Regions from separate parts of the Sus scrofa genome. Here region 2 is linked to region 1. A link is a contact called in public Hi-C data. All regions are on one chromosome and are shown on one strand. Each heading gives the region's core, a stretch centred on a gene start, on an enhancer-like site or on the middle of the called end of the contact. The rest is flanking DNA. Distances are from core to core; before and after follow the strand shown. Region 1 holds the start of CILP (cartilage intermediate layer protein). Region 2 overlaps PARP16 (mono [ADP-ribose] polymerase PARP16).

Region 1 (7,600 bases), core at 2,164-4,663:
GTCTGAGGAAGGGTACAGGGCACTCAGGCTACAGGCGATAAGCCTCCAGCTCCGTCCCAGCTGAGGCTTGGTTGGGGGCTCCAAAGTGGGAAGGATAAAAGACAACATAGGGCTGCAAAGCTTTGGAAGGCAATTAACTCTCAAGTGAGAAAGTCAAATCAGAATTCTCTATGCTGCTTAATTGGGGTGATAGGAGCTCTTTTAATCAAACTCTTCTGATTTCCCCTCAGATGGTTGAATGTTTATCATCCTCACCAGCAGCAGCTGTCAGGGTAGAGAAAGCAAGCCAGGGAGTTCCAATCGTGGCGCAGTGGTTAACGAATCTGACTAGGAACCATGAGGTTGCAGGTTCGATCCCTGGCCTTGCTCAGTGGGTTAAAGATCTGGCGGAGCTGTGGTGTAGGTCGCAGACGCAGCTCAGATCCCGCGTTGCTGTGGCTTAGGTTGGCGGCTACAGCTCTGATACAACCCCTAGCCTGGGAACCTCCATATGCTGCAGGTGCAGCCCTAGAAAAGGTAAAAAGATGACAAAAAAAAAAAAAAAAAGAAAGAAAGAAAGAAAAAGCAAGGCAGGAAGTGGGCACATACAGGGTTTGGCAAAATGCTGACAGCCTGCAGTGCTTGCAGCTTTACAACAGGATCTCTCTCTTTTTCTATTTTTTTTTTTTTTATCTGAGTAGGTGGCTAGAAATCAGGAAAGGAAGGAAAGATGGGAGAGAGTATGCTTAGATGCTTCAAGGAGCTCACCAGCCAAATTCTCTCCACCTGTTCCCTCGAGAACTCAGTGTCACCAGAGAATGGGGTCAGAGAACCAAAAGGGGTTCTGTGAAGTTTGGATATTGGGTCTAAATGAATTTTCATCAAACTAAAACCAGAAAATCCCCAATCTGCCTGTGGGAACTCAGTAACCCCTTGTGATTCCCTTCTGCTTTGGCTTTCAGGAAGCTCAGAGCTAAATTTAGCACTCAGGGCAGTGGTAACCCTCTCATCTTTTTTTCTCCTTTCAAGTGATAGCTTATCCTTCTCCTCATTTAAAAGATTCTGTTCTGTGAGTTTGTTTTGTTTTGGGATGGGGATGTAGTGGCTTGATGTGGGATCTCAGTTCCCAGACCAGGGACTGAACCGGAGCTGCAGCAGTAAAAGCACCAAGTCATAACCACTAGACCACCAGGGAACTCCCTGTGAGTTATAATATTCAAAACTATCTCAAATCCCTTAGGGAAAAAAGAGAAGGGTATAAATTATGAATAAATAGATAAACCAGCCTCAGGTCTTAGTGCCACCTCTGTGGCTTAAGGCAGACACAGAGTTGGGTCTCAGAACAGATGTGACTTCACTATTGCAAATGGGAGATGAGAGAGACAGAGATACTTAGCCTGTACCCAACACAGATGTGACCTCCAGGACCAGGAAGAAGAACACCCAGGCCTTGGTCCCCACCATCTTTCCCTCAGGTCCCGTGGAGAACATGGCAGGAGATGAATGAGGGTTCCTTCACAAAGATGGATTATCCCTGGAACTTGGTCCCCTGAGACTTTTCTCAGATCAATGACCTGTAAAGATACAAAGTTTGTCAGGTTCCATGTTTCTGAGTCACTTCTTAGGGATTAAGCAGAACTATTTTTTAACATATCAAGGGTGAAGGGTAGACAGAATGAAGTCTTGTGACTCCTTGCCCAAGTTGCAAATCTGGGCTGCTTGGGAGATGCAGAGTCAGAATCTGAGGAAGTTTCACTAGTTCTTTGCATCTACTGGCTGAGGTGGGTGAGGAACCTCTCCATCCCCTTCAAATCCACCCAAATATTTGCACTCAAAGCCAGGTCCCAGGGAGTTCCCATTGTGGCTCAACAGAAACAAACCCACGAGGAGGCAGGTTTGATCCCTGGCCTTGCTTGCTCAGTGGGTTAAGGATCTAGCCTTGTTGTGAGCTGTGGTGTAGGTCACAGATGCAGCTCGGATATGGTGTTGCTGTGGCTGTGGAATAGGCCAGTGACTACAGCTCAGATTCGAACCCTAGCCTGGGAACTTCCATATGCTGCAGGTGCGGCCCTAAAAAGAAAAAAAAAAAAAAAAAAAGTCAGGTCTGAGATGCAGTACAAGGAGGGTAGGGGTGGGGAGGTTTCTTGCCAGAGAGAAGGGGCCTGGGCTCACCCTCAGCAGCCTCTGGGTGACTCATTAATCACTTCCAAGACCCGGGCTTGGGGGGATGTTTTGCCTACCCTTTAGAGAGGCTCATGCTCTTACACAACACAGCTACTTATGAAGGCTGTGCAGCCCCTGCCCTGACCATAGAGGCCCCTCACAAGGCAGGCAAGCTGGAAGGTGCAGATGCTTCGACACACCACATCCATGAATACATTCCCAGATGTGCACAGGCTGCAGCTGGAACACATCACTGGCCTATATTTGTTTAGGGCCTGACTAGGCATTACACAGCCAGCAGCCTGCTGAGGAAGAGTAGAGGGGACCTACTGGGAGAGGGCAGGGCCCCCCAGTAACCACCAAGTGTGGGTTAGGGGCTGCAGGAGCAGGGAGAGGAGAGCAGGCCTGGCAATAGGGCAAGGACCCATGGGGAGTGGCCCAGGCTCCTGCTCAATCTTTCTCCCCAGGGCTCTGACTGAGCCAGAATCTGATCAGTTCCTGGAGATTCAAAAGTGGTTCCCTTCAACCTCCAAAGCCCAGGGTGTGGTGGGGAAAGACAGATTCTTCCTTTCTGGAAAAAAAAGGATTCAAAAGCACTTGGCTGTCCCAGAAGAAGAACAAACTGATCCCACACGGCAGACCATCTAGCTCTAAGCCCACTAACTCCACCACCACCTGGTTTTCAGCCCAGGTGTTCCCCGCAATCTCCAGTTCTTGCGTTGTCTTACTCCAAGCTCCCGGGCTCTGAGCAGAGAGCTAAGCACTCAGCGGACCTGCACAGCACTCAGTCTGGGACCACTCCGAGACTGTCTGGAAGGCGAAGGTGGCCTGAGGCACCTTGTGGAAAATCCATTTCCCATCTGGCAGCCCACGGAAGTTTCCTCAGCATAAGTTCTGCTGGTGAGGCTCCCCACCCCATGGGCTTCAGGACTCTGGGACAAAGGAGCGTGGCGGCCCGCAGGAAAAAAGCAGAACGCCTGGAGGTACGGAGACCATGCCTGGGACCATCTGAGAGCCCCTGGCCTCAGGTGGGGGAGGGAGAAGACTCTGGGTCAATGTGGGAACAGAGAGAACTCTGAAATGGAAAGGGGAGCCCTCTCTGAGGGAGATGAGGGGTGGTCACAGGAAGGCAGAAGAGCTGAGCCGGGCAGCGGGATGCAGGGTTGAGCTGAGGAGAATAGGAGAGGGGCTCACCGTGTCCTGAGCAGGCCTCCTCAGCTGGGGGTCCAAGTCTTCCTCTCTGCAGCAGGTCCAGCCGCTGGGCCTTATATAGCACAGCTGGTGGCTCAGCCTGTGGCAGTGCGCCACGGGAAGCGGCAGCGAAACCAGATCTGAGCCTGAGGAAGCTCAGCCTCCCCCTCCCCTCACATCCCCTGCAGCTTCCAGAGGCCAGGATTTCACATCCAGATCCTCAGGGGGAGATGCCGCAGGGCCTGGGGATGGGCCAGGTGGGCAGGCGCCTGGGGCTCCAGAGGCCAGCGCAGGGGGACGGGTGGGGAGACAGGGTGGGCACTGAGCGGCCTTGGAAAGGGGCCAAGGGGAATTCTACATCTGGGTAGCATTTCATGGCTCAGGGGGTGGTATGCTCTTGCCTAAGCTTTGCTTGCTGATCCCCCACATTCCCCTGGCCCTGGCCTGCCCATGCGGAGAAACAACTTTGCTGGCCTTAGCACATACTCCAAACTCTCTTAGGCACACAGGTCACTGGCCTCTCAGCCTGGGGGTGCCTAGACTGAGCTGGGCAACGTCACAGCCTCTTTGGAGTCTGAGGGAGCACTTAGGGAACCTCAGAAGGGAGAAGGGACAGAGGATTGGGGGTCAGGAGGTCACAGGACGAGAATAGTTCGTCCCTACTCTTTCCTTCTTCCATGTGGGTGCCTGCCTGTACCTGCTGGACCCCAGAGGAGCCCCTGCATCTGGATGCTCTGCGATCCCACCAAAGGTTCATATGCCTGTCTGTGTGTGTGTGTGTGTGTGTGTGTGTGAGAGAGAGAGAGAGAGAGAGAGAGAGAGAGAGAGTATGTGTCTGACTTGCAATGTGGGCGCCTACCAGCAATGAACAGCAAGCAGCCTTACCCATAGGGGGCGTAAGCAGCTGCCTGTTTCCAGACTTCACCCACCTCCTCCACAACATGAGTTTGCCTGTCATCACAGGCAGTGGTTCTATAATTTTAGCATGCATTAGAATCCTCTGGAGGGCTTATTAAAACACACCCAGATTTTCTAGCTTAGTAGGTCTGAGGTGAGGCCCAAGACTTTGCATTTGTAACAAGCTCCCAGGTGATTTTGATGCAGCTCGTTAATGGACCACACAATGACAGAGTCTCAGTTGGAGGCAGAAGATGAGGAGGGGGTGAACCACGGATGACAGCAGAGGCTGCCAAGGCCTGCCTTATGTCCCGGGCTCATCTGGCCTGGCCTGTGTGGACCTCCACACCAGTGTCAGCTCACTCGTTCCACACACCCTCATTGTGCTCCTTTTTGGGGCAGGCTCTAGGCTGGGCACTGGGAGGCCATGAGGGGAAGATGTTTCCATGCATCTCAATCGCATGGAAATGATCCCACAGTGCAGCAGCGCAGGTCCTCATCCAGAGAGCTCTGTGTGTGTGCGTGTATGCTTGTGTGTGCTATGCTTTTCTTGGTGATTATGTGTCTGTGACTTTCTCTCTGTGTGAGAGTGTGTGTGTGTGTAAGCAAGGGTTTAGGGATCATCACTCTGTACAGGAGCTGTTGGAGGAGAGGATGGATGGAAGAAGGACGTTGAGCAGTGACAGCCCCTAAGCAGAACTGGGACACAGAGCTGGTTTGCTTTCTCTCCTGCACTCTGGTCTCCCTCTCGAGCCTCAGCCTTTGGCCCATAGATCATGTAGCTAGACCCAGTCTGGTCAGTTACTGTGAGAGCCAAGCCATGAATAGCTTCAGCCATAGGGTTTGAAGTCAAAGTCTGAACTGAGTGAAGCCCGTTAAGAACTCTCTGGTCCGTGGACAGACAGACAGACAGAGGCTGAGCCATAACAGTGTGATCAAAGGACGAGAGGATGATAGGAACTTGGGAGTCAAAAGCCTAGTCCTGGCTCTGTTCCTGATTCTGAGGTGTGATCTTAGACAAGTAATGACCCAAGTGACCCTGGACCTCAGTGTCCCCACATGTGCAACAGGAGTTTGGACTGAATGAACTCTGAGGACCCCATCAGCTCCTGCAAGGCTTGATAAGATGCTGACAGCAAACACTGGAGAGAGGAGAGAAAGGAAGGAAGTACAGGTCCAAGGAGGCTTGCTGGAGGTTAGGAGAGAGTCCTGGGAAGCTGCCTGACCACTGAGATGGATTAAGGAGAGCAAGGTACAGGAGAGGAAGGTGGAGGGAGGTAAACCACAGGTCAAGGTGAGGGTAATTAGCTGTTTCCCAAGGTCCCCACTCTATGGAAACCCAGAGTCTTGGACGAGGTCTCCCCAGCCTCCTAACTGCACTCCTCTCCTCCCTTTCTGTAATGGGAGGCAGAGAAGCCTATGGGGTGAAAGCTTGGCAAAGCAGAGCCCTTTAGGCCACAATTCCTGCCTTGGTCTCCTTGCTCAGCCCAGAACGCACACTGAGGCCCCCACTTACCCAGCCTCAAGTGGCCACAGGATATTGTCACAGCTGGCAGAGGGCTGAAGGACTGTGAGCCAGAATCCCTGGGTTGCCATTTGTGCCCCTCTAGCTCATCTAATCCAGCCTCCTCCCATCAAAGAATGCTTTCCGGCCCGCAGGTGGGACTGAGCTGTGAGCTTGGCAGGGCTGGCGCACTCCTAGCCCTGCGAAGGTGGAATCTGAGCCCACTCCTCCCCCAACCCCGCTCCCAGAACTCCTTTGAGGCAGAGGCCGCTGCTTTCCTCAGCCAGGACCTTAGGATATTCACTCAGGACTTGGGAAGTGGCCACAGATCTGGACTGTCCAGGACCTGGCCTAGCTGGGTCAGCCCCAGCCATGAATGGCCATCTGGGGCTTCTGCAGGCCAGGCTAGTCTGCAGCAGCTCCAAGCCCCTGCCTGGAACACCCTGAGAACACATCAATCACTCCCTACCCCGTCCAGGGGATTGAGGGGCTTGGAGCCCAGTTCCGCTAGGCCATCTGTGACCCAAGCCTATGGCCAGGGGTCCCCACCCTGCTGAGGGGAAAGGAGCTTGGGAACACTGGGAGGGGTCTGACAGGATGCTGGTGGCTCCAGAAAAAGGTGCTCTAACACTCTCTGACCACTTCTCCCATGCGCCCATCATCGCCTCCCTGTGGCCTGAGGGGGTTTTGCAGGCCTGACAAGCCTCTAAAGACCCCTGGGACTGGAGGACTTGACTGCAGCTCGGAGTGACCCTCAGGGGCTTCTGACCCAGAATGTATGGGACCTTAGGGACCCAGAGTCTAGGGGGTGGGAGAGCCCACTCTCTGACTCTGCTGTTCTCCCCCTCCCCTCCCCCGTCCTAGATACAGCAGCCAGGGTTCCAACTCAATGCCTTCACAGTTACATTTCTTGTTGTCCTATCCTGAAATACAGCCCTTCCTCCCCGCCCTGTGGGAATGTCCTCCATTTTTCGATGCCCCATCTCAGTCTCCTCACTCCTTCCCTCTCTGACCACCCAGGCCCACCTCGACTAGTCCTCCTCAGGTCTCAGATGATAACATTCAGTCCCACGTGGAAGGCACTCTGTAATTTACAAAGCATATCCATGGGCTCAATCCAAGTCATAAAAAGCAGAATTTCCCTACATGAAATCCTGACCTACAGAATTCAGGGGATATGATAAAATGTGATAATTTAATCCACTAAGATTTGGGGGAGTTACAAAACAACGGTTACTAGAATAGACGCTGTTCCCATGTAGTATCTTCCGGAAGATCCAGGCTCCCTTCTAGCACATCTCAAATCTCCAGTGGAAAAAGCAGGTCTTTCCCCAGCAAAAGTCCTGGGAAAGGCTCTCATTGGCCCATCCCTGACCTAGTCCCTATAACCACAGGGATGGAAAGCTCTAATTAGCCCACTTCTGGAGCTAGGGGTAGATCATCCTACTGGAATCACATGGACTTATTTTTCCCAAAGGAAAACTGTGGTGCTGTCACCATAAGTAGGAAGAATGGATACTTGGAAGTAAAAAAGGATATGTGCCTACAAAAATACAACCACAAACACAAGCACCCCTTTCCTAGGAATCAACCCAAAATGTCTAACTACTAACCTTGATAGCAGTAGATGAATCTTGATATCAAGAGACCACTTTAAGAAGTCTCTGCTGCAGCACAGAGGGTTAAGGATCTGGTGTTGCTGCAGCTATAGCGTAGGTCACATCTGCAACTCAGGTTTGATCCCTGACCCAAGAACTGCCATATGCCCTGGGTGTGGCTAAAAAAGAAACAAAAAAAAAAAAAAAGAGAGAGAGAGAGAGAGACCACTTTAAAAGGTAATTGCATTTTTTTTTTTAATGGCCACAT
Region 2 (7,600 bases), core at 2,882-5,381, 42 kb after region 1:
TCCCACTCCTGGGCATATATACAAACAAAACTACAATTCAAAAAGATACATGCACCCCTATGTTCACTGCAGCACTATTCACAATAGCCAAGACACGGAAACAACCTAAATGTCCATCAACAGATGAATGGATTAAGATGTACATATATACAAAATGGAATACTACTCAGCCATAAAAAGAACAAAATAATGCCATTCACAGCAATGTAGATGCAACTGGAGATTATCACACTAAGTGAAGTAAGTCGGAAAGGGAAAGACAAATACCATATGATATCACTTATATGCAGAATCTAAAATGTAGCATAAATGAAACTATCCACAAAACAGAAATTCCTAGACATAGAGAACAGATTTGTGGTTGCCATGGGAGAGAGGGAAGAGAGTGGGATGGACTGGGAGTTTAGGGTTAGTAGATGTACTCTATCACACATTTAGATAAGCATTGAAGTCCTACTGTATAGCACAGGGAACTATACTCAATCTCTTGGGACAGATCATGAGAGAAAACAATATAAGAACAGGAAACGTAGGCATTCCCACTGTAATGCAACAGGATTGGCAGCATCTCTGGAGCACTGGGATGCAGGTTCAATCCCCGGCCCAGCACAGTGTGTTAAGAGTTCAGCATTCAGGAGTTCCCCTCGTGGCACAGTGTAAAAGAATCTGACTAGGAACCATGAGGTTGCGGGTTCAATCCCTAGCCTTGCTCAGTGGGTTAAGGATCCAGCGTTGCTGTGAGATTTGGTGTAGGTCACAGGTGTAGCTCGGATTCCTCATCATTATGGCTGTGGCATAGGCTGGCAGCTGTAGCTCCAATTGGACCCCTAGCCTGGGACTCTCCATATGCCACAGGTATGGCCCTAAAAAGACAAAAAAAAAAAAAAAAGAATCCAGCATTCACAACTGCAGCTCAGATCTGATTCCTGACCAAGAAACTCCACATGCCACAAGGCAGCAAAAAAAGAAAGAAAAAGGACAGTATATGTATATACATATAAATATGTGTGTGTGTATATGTATATATGTGTATATATGTATATACGTGTGTGTGTGTATATATATATGTATGACTGGGTCACTTTGCTGTACAGCAGAAATTGACATAACATTGTAAATCAACTATATTTCTGTTGTCTTTTTTAGGGCCGCACCTGAGGCATATGGAGGTTGCCAGGCTAGGGGGCGAATCAGAGCTGTAGCCGCCAGCCTGCTCCGAAGCCAAAGCAACAAGGGATCCAAGGTGGGTCTGCAACCTACACCACAGTTCACGGCAATGCTGGATCCTTAACCCACTGAGCAAGGGCAGGGATCGAACCTGAGTCCTCATGGATACCAGTTGGGTGTGTTAACCACTGAGCCACGGCAGGAACTCCTAAATCAATTATATTTTAATAAAAATAAAAATAATAAAATTTTTTTAAAATCCCAATGGCTGTTCCCAGCCCACCACTTTTAAAGTCTTCCATGATCTGGCCCCTGCACACTTTTTCAGCTCCATTTCTCACCACAGCCCCATCCTTTCTGACACTCCTACTTCTAGCTTCTCGAGAAAGAACTCTAGGTTTTTGCATGTGCTGTCTGCACTGCCTGAAATCCTCTTCCTCCATGATTGAGCCTAACACAGCTGGCTCTTTCAGATTTCAGCTGAACATCACCCTTCCTGGGAGCCCAGGGGGATGTACAGCACAGGAGTTATGAAACTGACACTGAAACCAGTCTGCGAGGTTCAACTCTCAGCTCGCCACTTCCTAGCCATGGAACCCTGGGCAAGCTGTTAAACTCTCTGGAACTTCACTTTTTCACCTGTTGTGAGGATTAAAGAAATCAGTACAAGTAAGGTGCCCTGTAGTGCTACATGTGTCACCCAGACCATGTGAAGATTCCTTGCCAAGTGTTTTCCAAAACTCCTTCACAATGCCATAGAATGCCAACCGCACTCCTGAGAATGTTTGTCCATTTACCCACCTTGCTAGATGGCCAATTCCATGAGGACAGGGGCAATCTGACCTGCTCCTGCTCCTATTTCCAGTGCCTGGCACACAGCAAGTGTGCACATTTGCTAAATCAATGACTAGAAACCCAGTGCCAGAGTTCCCATTGTGGTGCAGCAGAAACGAGTCCAACTCGTATCCATGAGGATGCAGGTTTGATCACTGGTCTTGCCCAGTGGGTCAGGGATCTGGCATTGCTGTGAGCTGTGGTGTAGGTCACAGACATGCTCGGATCTGGTGTTGCTGTACCTATGGTATAGACTGGCAGGTGCAGCTCTGATTTGACCCCTAGCCTGGGAACTTCCAAATGCCGAAGGTGCAGTCCAAAGAAGCAAAATAAGAAGAAGAAAGAAAGAAAGAAATCCAATGCCTACAGATATCGTGGGGAAATATGCTCTCTAGCAAACATCCACCTCAAACAAGGAAGGAAGGCAATGATAAGATTTTTTCAGGAGTTCCCGTCGTGGCGCAGTGGTTAACGAATCCGACTAGGAACCATGAGGTTGCGGGTTCGATCCCTGCCCTTGTTCAGTGGGTTAACGATCTGGCGTTGCCGTGAGCTGTGGCGTAGGTCACAGACGCGGCTCGAATCCTGCGTTGCTATGGCTCTGGCGTAGGCTGGCAGCTACAGCTCCAATTTGACCCCTAGCCTGGGAACCTCCACATGCCGCGGGAGCGGCTCAAGAAATGGCAAAAAGACAAAAAAAAAAAAAAAAAAAAAAAGATTTTTCAACCAGTGAATACATGGCAGCCTTGCGCTTGAGGCTAAAAGCAGTTCACAAAGACAACTTGGAAATTAGGAAAATACCTTTATTATTTCTGAAATGTTCCAATATTCAATGTAAAAACCATGATAGTGGCTTTTTCACAACTTTACAAATTATAGAAAAATGACTTTCCACCTTTACAGAAATCACCCAAATCACATAGGGTTCCATGACGGCTGACATGGTACAGGAAGGAGGGGCAGCAAACACAGCAGGTAGAACTGCAGCTCTCTGAGCAGCCTGAGGCTTTTCCCGCACGTGTAAAGCCAGGCCGAGTCCCAGAGACGCAGGCCTGTCTCAAAGGCCAGCCGCCCACAGAAGGCGTGCAGTGTGGCACCAAAGGCTGGCAAGCTGCAATCACGGCAGCTTTGTGAGAACGAGTGCAGGAGGCAGGCCTGCCGCTCAAATCCTCCTCCCTAAAACACGGCCAGGAAAGAGGCTGCAAACACGGGCCAAGTGGTGCTCTGGGTTTAGAAATTTCCCCTTTTACTCAGCTCACAAAGACGAATTTGTCAGAGTTGTGTTTTTTGTTTTGTTTTGCTTTTTTTAAAATCAGAAAACAAACATTTGGTTCCGTCTCAGCTGTCATCAGTAGTAGGTAATTTTTAGAGAGAGACAACTTGAGTTGCTCATTGTTTTTTATCAGGTTTCTGACTCCTTCCTTTCTCATCCATGGTCCGGGCAGAGGGGTTACAGCTGTAGCAGAAGGCTGTTTGTCGATGTGAGAAAACTGTGAAAGTGTTTTGCACTCACATACAAAGGCTGATGGAATTCAGAACGATCCCACCGATTTTTATGAGAAACATGACTGTTCCTCTTGGGTGTCTCAAGTCAAAACAAGGCAACAGCCTAGTGATTTATAGTCCCCACTACACATTTTCTGCCTTCCAGAAGGCATTAGAGAAAAGGCCAGTGTCCGCCAGAAGCGATTGTAAACACCCCACTGACAGCCTGGACACTTTGTTTTTAAATACGGCAGGACTTTCTCCTTTGGCCCTGGCAAAAAAAGCCAACTCCCTAAGACTGTTTAGGAAGAAGCAGAAGGAGATCTCCCCCCAAACCTGAGTGAGGGATCAGTGACCTCCATTGACTAGAGTGTGGCTGAGAGCATCATCAAAGGCAATGGATACATTTATGGCATGTGAAAACTGTCCTGTGGTTGGTCCCCAACCTGTCCCCAGGCTCAACCTGGCTGGACAAGGGGCACGGGAGGTTTGGAGCAAGTTACCGTAAGGCACATGGTTGAAATGGCCCCGACACCAAGCCCAGAAGGATTATCTCTTCGCGCGATTCCAAAAGTGTTGGAAAGCTGAGGAGTTGATGACACTCACTATGAGCAGCAGCAGCAGATACAGGGATATCATGACCGTAAACCAATGGCTGGAAACCCAGGAGAGCTGGCTTGAGGCCCTGCGTCAGGGGGAAAAAAGAGTGATGTTGGAACAAAGAGAAAAACATTTTTTCAAAGTGTATGCAACCACTTCTGGCTCAAAGAAGATGAAATGATGAATTTGAGCCATGAAATGAAGCTTTGTGCGTGCTCCTTCACTCAAAAAATCTGGGACTGTTTGCCCTGATGCTGACACGCCTTTCACCAGAACATTTTCTAAATGTACAAAGACAGCTATGCAATGAGCTCATCCTGATCTTTTCTTTTATAGCTCCTCTTGTACCTCTTGTAACCCGTCTTTTCTTAAGCAAGACTTTGGTATCTAGAAGGATGACCTTGCTAATGGTGTCTGACCAGATGGCAGCAGGTGCAGGGTACTTAGCAAAAGGCTTTTCACTTTCAGACATGCACAGATATCATTTTGAGCAGGGGAAATCCTCTCTGGCCCACTGGGAGATGATCTAAACCATGCAAGTGTGCACTAGAGACACTCCAGGAAGGAGTGGGAAAGAAATGGAATTTTCAAGTAGAAAGAGCCAGATGATTTTAAACCAAAGGATAATGTCCCCCAAACTTAGGAACCTTGTGCCTATTTCCCAGATCTAAGGGGTAAGATTTTACAAGTTTATTGAATCCTGAAGGCTGGAAACCACTTGTGTGTACAAGTAGGAGTCGGGACTATTAACGATAACAATAACCACTTTCCCTGTCTCACCTGCTGCTCATCCCCGTGAGAAACTCCTTCATGGACTCCAACAGTGGGACAAGATGGCAAGTGACCCCCAACCCTGGCAAGCCCTGCATCCCTCAAACACCACCCTGTTGAGATGGATCAGGAAGCCATCCTTCTCAAGATCCTAGGAGCTGGAAGGCCTCGTCTACTGTAAGGTCAACACTCTCATTGTAGAGATAAAGATGAAACCTCTCAGTTCCAGAGAGGAGTAGGTGGTGGTTTGACGGCCACGGAGGTGGACGTGACCAAGCCAGGTGGTACACCATCCCAGCCAGAGCCAGTCACCACCCTGCCTCTCAGCACCACCGAATCAGTGGGTTTCAGGCTGCAATCAGGAACCTAGGTGGCTAAGGGTTTGGCTTCATTCAGTCCCTCAAGTTAAGTCCCTCTTCTTCACTAGCATATATGGTCCCTTAGGACCACGTTTTATTTGACCTGTATACCTCACCTCTTACCTCTCACAGAAAGCAGAGTGCAGTGCTTTACATACTTTATACATAGCTGAGGTCTAAGGCTGGGGTGGGCAGGGTGCTGATCACTAAGAACCCAATACTGTGAATGCAGCCTTTCGTTGTTCTGCACCACATGCAGGGACCGTCCTTCTCACCTCTTGGGCTGCTTCTGCGAGTACACCAGCAGGTACTTCACCCGCAGGAGCTGATTATTGGTGACCACAAAGTACTTTGGAGGGATGTCACCCCCTTCACTGTGCTTGATTCTTGCTCTCCTGCGATCTATCTCCTTGGAATCTGAATAAGAAGATAAAGCACAACTTTACAAGGGGCAAAAAAAACTGGAAGCAAATTGTGAACAGAAATGGGTCGAGTCTCCTGGTCCTGAGGGTGGAGGAACCCCAGGAGGCTGAGGAAGGGCCTGTGTGTGTGTGTGTGTGTGTGTGTGTGTGTGTGTGTGTGAAGGAGGACTAAAAATAGGAGAGTCTCTGACAGGCCAGAATAGGAAAATAAAAGGGATATGACAGAAAAATATAAAACAAAACTGAGTGGGGGAAGCAGAGGGAGTAAGCAGCTTGAGGGCCACAACAAAAAAATAACCTGCAACTAGAAATAGGACTTGATCTGAAACAAGTCTTCTAGCAGGCATTTTAAAGTAACGACTCTGGACTCGAGCTTCTTAGAACACTTATCTTCCACCCTTTGTACCAAGACTTGTTAAACAAAACAAAACGTTTCCTTTTAATAACATGAGAAAGCTGTATCGAAAAGAACCAAAAAACAACAAAAATCCCTACAACAGGCCAAAGCTTCGTGACAGCAGACGTTGCAGGGTTTTGCCCTGATGTTTAATGTCATGGTTTGCAGACATCCTAGGAATTATAAAAGTGAATATTCATGCTGTCTGGTTTGGGAGAGTGGCGTCAGACCTGGGCCTGTTCCTCAGGACTCCAGTTGTTTTACATTAGAGGCCAGGAACAGGCAGTTTCCTCAATTCTCCTTTTCTCAGCGGAACCAACAGGCCAGCTCTGGAGACTAGAAGGATGGTTCTGTGACTCTTTTGCCTTCGAGGGCCAGGGCGCACAGGGCAAAGGTCTAGGGGACGTATCAGGAGAGTGGAACGAGGTGGCCCACTAGTCATCCCCTCCCTAGAAGGTCCAGGATTTACCCCCACGGCCTCAGTTTATTCCCTCACATCCTCTGAGGGCTCGGGCACCAGAGCAGCCTGGAGGAACAGGGTGTGGACCCAAGTCTTTGGCTTCAGTTTACCAAATATTTATTGAATGTCAAGTGTGTAGCAGGCGCCTTGCTGACACAAGGTGCCCAAGAGGGAATGAGACCCAGTTTCTGCCTTCAAGGAGCTCGTGCTCTGGCCTCACACACTCACATCCATCTTCTCCACCCCTAAAGCTTTCCCTGAGCACTTGGACCCCACGTGACTGCTCCTTCCTCGGAGCTGGACCCCCACGGACCTCATCAGCACCCTCACGCACTCCCTACCCTCTGCCTTGCAGGAAGTGGTGTCTTTACCACCGTGTGTTCAGTCTCTAAGGAGACTGCTTGCTTCCTGAAGGCAGGCCTTGTCCCACACCACTCTGGACCCAGCCCATCCTCTGGCATGCAATGGGTGCTCCACCCAACAGCTGGGCCAAAGGCAAGAGCCTGACACCCAGGGGCCTGCAGCCCAGGCCTGGGCCAAGTGCACACTCACCCTTCTTCTTCGTTTGGCACTTGACATCTGGATGGTCAATGACCTCGCACACAGCCACACAGCTAAGGATGGGGCCGAGGAGGCTGCGCTGCCACCCATGGCCATGGGGGCTATAAATGAGGGCCAGGCTCAAGTCACTGGTGAGGTAGGTCCCTTCCCCAAACAAGGATGTCTAGAATGGCAGAGGTCAACAGAAAAGAGACAGGGCTGGGTGAGTGCAGAGCTGGCAAAGCAAGATGGCACAGGTCTTTCTTCGGCATAGTTGTTAACACAAAATCCTCAAGCCTTTTTTCCCCCAGCAAAAGGCTCAAGAGCAAATAACCTTATGACATCATTAGAGGGTTATTACAAAACACATTCCTATCTGACAACAGTTTAACTAACTGGGGATGTGGCTGACTAACCTGGCAAACTAGTAGCTCCAGTGGTCAAGGCTGAGTAAGAAAAACACAGGTGTAAGAGTCCAAACAGACCCACATTTGAATCCTGCCTATCCCTCTACCAAGCTAGCAAGTCATATAAACTCTCTGGGTCTCAGCTTCTACATCTACAA

Evidence for each region. Hi-C and Micro-C count contacts between places; a contact is called where the count stands out from the background.
Region 2: a contact with region 1 is called in a Hi-C map of skeletal muscle, with 2.7 times the contacts expected there. The contact joins the enhancer-like site here to the promoter of CILP in region 1. A contact is called at or near these places in 5 of 47 Hi-C or Micro-C datasets (heart right ventricle, retroperitoneal adipose tissue, skeletal muscle and 1 more) and 1 of 2 datasets of contacts at active chromatin or transcription factors (skeletal muscle).

The regions. Positions count from the first base shown.
Region 1 is chr1:163,249,023-163,256,622 of Sscrofa11.1, forward strand. It overlaps CILP (cartilage intermediate layer protein), which reads right to left and starts at 3,414. Exons shown (of 9, transcript NM_001348903.1): 1 at 3,337-3,414; 2 at 1,383-1,553. The coding sequence starts at 1,470.
Region 2 is chr1:163,289,995-163,297,594 of Sscrofa11.1, forward strand. PARP16 (mono [ADP-ribose] polymerase PARP16) reads right to left here. Exons shown (of 4, transcript XM_021100127.1): 2 at 7,048-7,219; 3 at 5,492-5,633; 4 at 2,784-4,171. The coding sequence ends at 4,036. Among named protein-coding and RNA genes, the nearest start is that of PARP16, 26 kb to the right of the region's middle. Within about 2 kb of position 4,132, at least 13 of the 83 cell types and tissues checked have an H3K27ac peak or open chromatin away from gene starts, as enhancers often do. A contact at or near this core is called in retroperitoneal adipose tissue, skeletal muscle and subcutaneous adipose tissue, where this site is marked.